Regions from separate parts of the Ovis aries genome. Here region 2 is linked to region 1. A link is a contact called in public Hi-C data. All regions are on one chromosome and are shown on one strand. The core of a region is the stretch at or near the end of the contact, and the rest is flanking DNA. Distances in the headings are between cores, read along the strand shown.

Region 1 (3,544 bases), core at 773-3,272:
TGATGTAGTAGCTTGATTCAGTGGATAAACATCTAGCGCAGCTTGCTGGAGGCCCCCAGCCTCGTATTACTGTTGACACAGAGCAGATTCTCTTTCTCTAAACCACTGTTTATATCTTAGCCAAGTGTCCTACATAAATCTCCCATCCAACCACCAGACTCTCTGGCTGCTACAGAAGTAGCCAACTAGAAAATTGCCTAATAAGGAGTTTGCTGCAAGAACTAGGGGTATCTCCATATGAAAGGCTGCCTTGTGGGCACTGACAGAAAACCCCGATAGGAGACTTTGCACAATGGAGGTCCAGAACAGAGTTGGAGGCAGCTTCAGCTTAAAGGAAGGTTCTCAACCAGGAGTCTGGGTATGTGAAAGATAGGTTCCGTTCAGGTCAGGGTCAGAGAACATACTGAAATCCCAGTTCAACAGCTGTGGGAATAAGTAAGTTCATTTGTAACATTTTTTTGTTTGTTTGTTTGTTTCCACGTATAAGTGATATGTGATATTTGTCTTTTCTAGTAGTCATGCATGGATGTGAGAATTAAGCCATAAAGAAAGCTGAAGAATTGATGCTTTCAAATTGTGCTGCTGGAGAAGACTCTTGAGAGTCCCTTGGACTGCAAGGAGATCAAACCAGTCAATCCTAAAGAAAATCAACCCTGAATATTCACTGGAAGGACTGATGCTGAAGCTAAAGCTTTGGCCACCTGCTGCGAACAACCGACTTGTTGGGAAAGACCTTGATGCCGGGAAACATTGGGGGCAGGAGGAGAAAGAGGTGACAGAGGATGAAATGGTTGGATGGCATCAGCGACTCAATGAACATGAGTCTGAGTACACTCTGGGACATAGTGAAGGACAGGGAAGCCTGGTGCTGCAGTTCACAGGGTCACAGAGTCAGACACGACTTAGTGACTACCAACAGCAATGATGAACTTATTTATAAAACAGAAACAGACTCACAGACTTGGAGAATGAATTAAATGATTACCAGGGAGGCAAGATAGGGGGAGGGAGAGATAGCTTGGGAGTTTGGGATTGACATGTACGCACCGCTATATTTACAATAGATAACCAAAAAGGACCTACAGTATAGCACAGGGAATTCTGCTCAATATTCTGTAATAACCTAAATGGGAAAAGAATTTGAAAAAGAATACATACATGTATATGCATTACACCTGAGACTAACACAACGTTATTAATCAACTATGAAAGTGAAAGTGTTAGTCACTCAGTCGTGTCCGACTCTTTGCGACCCCATGGACTATAGCGCACCAGGCTCCTCTGTCCATGGGATTCTCCAGGCAAGAATACTGGTGTGGGTAGCCATTCCCTTCTCCAGGGGATCTTCTCGACCCATTGATGGAACCTGGATCTCCCTCATTGCAGGCAGATTCTTTACCATCTAAGCCAGTACTCCAATGTAAAATAAAAAACAAAATTTAATAATCTTTTTAAAAAGTCCTAGGAAGTATGTAGGCTTGGTTCCGGTTCAAACTCATTCTTCAATAGGGGGTTTTCAGAAGAAAAATAGAACACAACTTTGTAATCGCTTTGTGGTTTCATAAATTAATATTAGGGCTTGGTTCAGAGCTCAGCACAGTTGTGTGGTAAGCTGTGGTTTGGGGCTCATGGTCTGGCTGAGGTCCCTGATTGGAATGCCTGGAGAGCTGTGGCTTAGAAGGAGCAAAGGCGCAATCTTCCTCTTGCAGTAGGAGCTCACAGCTGCCTCCAGTTCATCTTGACTCAGTAAGGGGCAGCTCAGAAACGACTCCCCGAGCTAATATATACAGGCCTCTATTTCTTTTCTGCCAGAGTCCTGCATAAATAGCCTCGTCCAGAGTAGCTGTTATCTTAAATAATAATTAAAAAGAGTAAGAGTCACCCTCAAGGAATGGAGGAGGGGAGAGAGCGTCTTTATATTTAGATATTCTGGACTTGATTATAAATCCTAGAGCTTGGCTGCTCTGTGGGTATCTGGCTTCTCTAGGCAGGCCCTCTCTATTTGATCAACCGACTACTGCCATCTAGTGGATTTGGAGGCCTTTGATGATCTGCTGCTGCTGCTGCTGCTGCTGCTGCTGCTGCTAAGTTGCTTCAGTCGTGGCCACCCACCAGGCTCCCCCGTCCCTGGGATCCTCCAGGCAAGAACACTGGAGTGGGTTGCCATTTCCTTCTCCAATGCATGAAAGTGAAAAGTGAAAGTGAAGTCGCTCAGTCACTAGCACCTTAGAAAACAATGCTGGGAATAGATTTTGAGAGAAGCGATGCTTAATTAGGGCAGCAAATCTTCGGGTGGCCTGTAGGTAGGATTATGGCTCAATCACCCTGGAATATCCTTGTGTGTAACTATTCCTCTTTAACATAGATTAAAAGAGAAAAAAGAAAGGTTTAAATATTCATTGCCTGTGGGTCATCAATGTTCTGGAGTTTATTTGGCTATTGAATCAAAACTGCCATTGGGATCCTTACAAAGACTTAGTTAAGGCTGGGGCTGTGGATGGCTTTACTGCTCTGTTCTGAGCTCCCCGTGCAGGCTGCAGTGGCCAGACTGGATGAGAGATGTAGCTATGGTGATGGGAGGAAGCCTTCAGCTAAGAAACAGAAACTCAGATCCCTAGAGCCATCCTCAGAGAGGGTGTGTCAGTCTGTCCGGGCAGCCCTCAGTTCTCAGCCCTCAGGTGGTGGGTATGCCCCTTACTTGAAGAAGGAAGACAAAAGGGGCCAGCCCTGGATTCCATAACTTCCTTCTATGCAAGCTTGTGATTACCTAGAGTGGTTGTTCTGAGGACAGAGCAAATCAAAGAACTGCTGATCTGGAGTTTTCAGGGAGCTTAGGAAAGGAGTCAGGTTAACTACGTAAGGAATCAGCGAATGAGCACAAGTCTGTCTTTAAGATGGACAAGAAACTTGGTAGGAGCCAAAACATTCGAATCAACACTGCAATCCACAAAAAGCATTTGGTTGAGATTTGTAAAGATTTCTCTCTGTTATTGCAGCTTCATTTTCTCCTAGGTTACAGCCAAGCCCTTTCTTCTCTGTCTATTGAGGCTATGAGGTTTCTGTCCAAAGCTGGGAATGGGCCCAAATCACAACGCCCTCCCCAACCCAGGCTTCACTTTTCTCATCCGGAAAATGAAAGTGTCGGTTTGATTACCCTTCAGAAATCTTCCAGCTGAATCTGAATTCTTCAAATCTAAATGTTCTTTTGTAAGTTTTAATTAGTTGGGTTTCAGTTGAAGTCAGGGCCTGGAGTGGACTGAACTCAGGATCTTTTACTAACACCTGGAAGGTCTCCCAAGGAGTGTTCATCCAGAACAGAAGCCTTTGGGGACTAGAATATGAATTTGAACAACCATTGCAGCAAGTGCGTTAAAACCATTTTTGTAGCCCTGGCCTACTGATAAGACAGCTTTCTTTTAATTCATCTTGTAATCTTGATAAGTCATTTATTCACTTAAACTTTGCTTTCCAAACCTAAAAATTGAAAATAATAACCTTCTTTCCTGTTTCCTTCTCAGGATTGGTGCAATCCTGAGATCCATTC
Region 2 (3,544 bases), core at 395-2,894, 800 kb before region 1:
TCTCAGACAGGTTTTCTCCTCAGGTGGCACTTTTTCTTATGGGTTCATGGGAAGAGAGCTTCTTTTTGTCAGCAGTTTCAGTGAAATTTCTGAGAATAGAAGGGGAATCCTTCCTCTGACCCCTATGCCCATCCCAAAGAGAGATGCTATTGAGAGAAGGAAGGAAAATGAAAGCCATCTGGGTAAACGTGTTTGTTTATTACAGACTTGTTATGAGGATCAAGAGATGGTATTTAAAGTTTTCACAATATAATAAACAGAAAGAGATGGGAATATCAGACCACCTGATCTGCCTCTTGAGAAACCTGTATACAGTTCAGGAATCAACAGTTAGAACTGGACATGGAACAATAGACTGGTTCTAAATAGGAAAAGGAGTACATCAAGGCTGTATATTGTCATCCTGCTTATTTAACTTATATGTGGAGTACATCATGAGAAACGCTGGGCTGGATGAAGCACAAGCTGGAATCAAGATTGCTGGGAGAAACATCAATAACTTCAGATATGCAGATGACACCACCCTTGTGGCAGAAAGTGAAGAACTAAAGAGCCTCTTGATAAAAGAGGAGAGTGAAACAGTTGGCTTAAAGCTCAACATTCAGAAAATGAAGATCATGGCATCTGGTCCCATCACTTCATGGCAAATAGATGGGGAAACAGTGGAAACAGTGGCTGACTTTATTTTTCTGGGCTCCAAAATCACTGTGGATGGTGACTATAGCCATGAAATTAAAAGACACTTACTCCTTGGAAGGAAAGTTATGACCAAGCTAGACAGCATATTAGAAAGCAGAGACATTACTTTGTCAACAAAGGTCTATCCAGTCAAGGCTATGGTTTTTCCAGTGGTCATGTATGGATGTGAGAGTTGGACTATAAAGAAAGCTGAGTGCCGAAGAATTGATGCTTTTGAACTATGGTGTTGGAGAAGACTCTTGAGAGTCACTTGGACGGCAAGAAGATCCAACCAGCCCATCCTAAAGGAGCTCAGTCCTGGGTGTTCATTGGAAGGACTGATGTTGAAGCTGAAACTCCAATACTTTGGCCACCTGATGCAAAGAGCCGACTCATTTGAAAAGACCCTGATGCTGGGAAAGATTGAGGGCAGGAGGAGAAGGGGATGACAGAGAATGAGATGGTTGGATGGCAGCATCAGCTCGATGGACATTAGTCTGGGTGGACTCCAGGAGTTGGTGATGGACAGGGAGCCCTGGCGTGCTGTGGTTCTTGGGGTCGCAAAGAATCGGACATGACTGAGCGACTGAACTGAACTGAACTGAATGTTACTACTGATAATAATATTGTCGTGTAATTAGGTAATGCAATTATTATTACATGACAATATTAACAATAATATTAATAGTATCACTATCACATAATAATACACAATCATTTTTGCATGACATATTAATACTAACATTATTACTGTGTGAAAGCATGTGGCACCCTTTAGGGTACCAAATCAATATTAGATATCATTTCCTTCTTCGGAGTTTGTTGAATTCGACGTCTAAATAGAGGTGTGGAGCGGAGGAGGTGGGCTCCTTTCCCAGACTCCAGGGGAGGTGGGCCTTCTGTCCAGACAGCCTGATTGGAGGGAAGGCTGGCCCTCCTGTCGTTCTCAGGATGGCCACTTGGTGGCAGCCTCAGCCCACTCTGCTCCCTTCCCAGCCAGCTCCCAACCCATCTGGGTTTTTCCGGGAGGGTCCGGGGCCCCAGCCTTTCTCAAACCTCCTGCCTGAGGCTCTCCCTTGTGCTGGAGATGGGGCCCACGTGCACACAGAGGCACACAAAGAATTTCCACGGCTGTCTGGTGTGTCAGGGTTGCCCCGTGAGGGTACAGAGGCCTTGGGAGGGGGGGACGTCCACCAGGAGTTCACAGACGTGGCAAGAGGCTGGGAATATATTTGGTGACTACTGTGGGCAAGAGACCCCAGTGGACATTTACCGGCTTCTGGTTGTCAAGCACTCTTTGAGCACCCTTGCATTATTGGAGGAAGGACCAGCCTTCTGAGTCCTAACATCCCCTCAAAGGTGGAAGCCTGGATACTCAGGCCCCAGGTTTCTTTGCAGCTCCTTACTGGCCATTGGTGAGACCCAGGGCCCTGTGACCAGACTCCCAGAGAGGGAAACAACACAAGGAGAGAAGTTCTGCTCAGAACCCATTTTTCGGGCTGAAAGTGCTGAGGCATCAGATTTCTCTTAGAGGAGGGGTTGAAGGGTGGGCAGTAGCGCTTGAAAGGCCAGGTGCCCGACCTGGGCCTGGCATTGCCTGGGGGGAGAGTTGGCAGTGGTGGCTTTCTCATCGGGCCAGCTCTGCAGCTCTGTTTAAGCGTTACTTTTGGAAGCTTGCTCTAAAGCCCTCATCTCCGGGCCTCCCACAGTGGCGTGAGCCACAGGGTCTTCTTTTCGCAAAATCCTGTTTTGGTTTAATCCACCAGAATCAGCTTTAGCTGCTTGCAGCTAAGAACCCTGACTAATGTAAGTACTAATCCTGATTTATCACGTGCCACGATAAGGCCTCTTTGAAATTTCAGATAGTTTTGTGAGGTAGGAATTTGCATTTTATAGATAAGCCAAACTTACTCAGAGAGGTTAAGTGCTTTGCCCATGGTCACACAGCATGGACATACCAGAGCCTCAAGTCCAAGGCAGAATACATGTTGCTCTCTGGAGTCCATGATCTTTCCACTGTGCTGGGCTGGCTGCCATCAGGGCAAGGATGTTATCTGTACCTCCACTACCCAACTCAACGCCTGACCCACAATAGGTGCTTGATAAATATCTGACCTTAATAAACACGGAACAAGTGAGTAAATGCTACAATCCATTGTTCTTGGAGCATGTTTGAGTTTGGAGTGTCTTTGGGGTAGAGTCAAGTCCTGGTGTCGGACACGACTGAGCGACTTCACTTTCACTTTTCACTTTCATGCACTGAAGAAGGAAATGGCAACCCACTCCAGTGTTCTTGCCTGGAGAATCCCAGGGACCCCCGGGGGAGCCTGATGGGCTGCCGTCCATGGGGTCGCACGGAGTCGGACACGACTAAAGTGACTTAGCAGCAGCAGCAGCAAGTCCTGGTAAAATGGCAGGTGAAACTCGTCTTAGGAAGTCTCACCTCTCTGGAGAGCCCAGTCTCTTCCTGGCTCCAGTCCCTCTGCTCCAACTGGAACTTAAGCAACAGTCTGTCCCCGGAAGGTGAATTCCAGCAGCTGCGGTGATCGCGCTGGCAGTTTGCTTCCTCCACCTTCAGTGGTGGTGAGGAGCTCAGAGTCGCTGCTATCAAAGGAGTAGAATCTGAACAGAATCTTCTGTGCATCCGACGTACCATCTCCTCTCCTTGTGCCTGGGGAGGGCCACCCAGCCTCTGCTTAAGGATCTGACTGTCCACTTCCAGGGCTGCCCTGAGACAGTAGTCTTCTGCTAGTTGGTAAAGCCAGGTTCCCTCTCATTCTGGCTCTGCTTGAGCCCCGAGAGTATTACATCTGATGCCCATTCCCCTGTAATTGTTTCTACTTCTGAGGTTGTTTTTCTTAATTTA

What was found. Hi-C and Micro-C count contacts between places; a contact is called where the count stands out from the background.
Region 2: a contact with region 1 is called in a Hi-C map of omental adipose tissue, with 5 times the contacts expected there. The contact joins two enhancer-like sites. A contact is called at or near these places in 8 of 16 Hi-C or Micro-C datasets (hypothalamus, liver, mixed tissues and 4 more).

Annotation. Positions count from the first base shown.
Region 1 is chr15:22,738,344-22,741,887 of ARS-UI_Ramb_v3.0, reverse strand. No RefSeq gene overlaps it. Among named protein-coding and RNA genes, the nearest start is that of NCAM1, 420 kb to the left of the region's middle. Within about 2 kb of position 2,022, at least 10 of the 54 cell types and tissues checked have an H3K27ac peak or open chromatin away from gene starts, as enhancers often do.
Region 2 is chr15:23,538,996-23,542,539 of ARS-UI_Ramb_v3.0, reverse strand. No RefSeq gene overlaps it. Among named protein-coding and RNA genes, the nearest start is that of TTC12, 29 kb to the left of the region's middle. Within about 2 kb of position 1,644, at least 5 of the 54 cell types and tissues checked have an H3K27ac peak or open chromatin away from gene starts, as enhancers often do.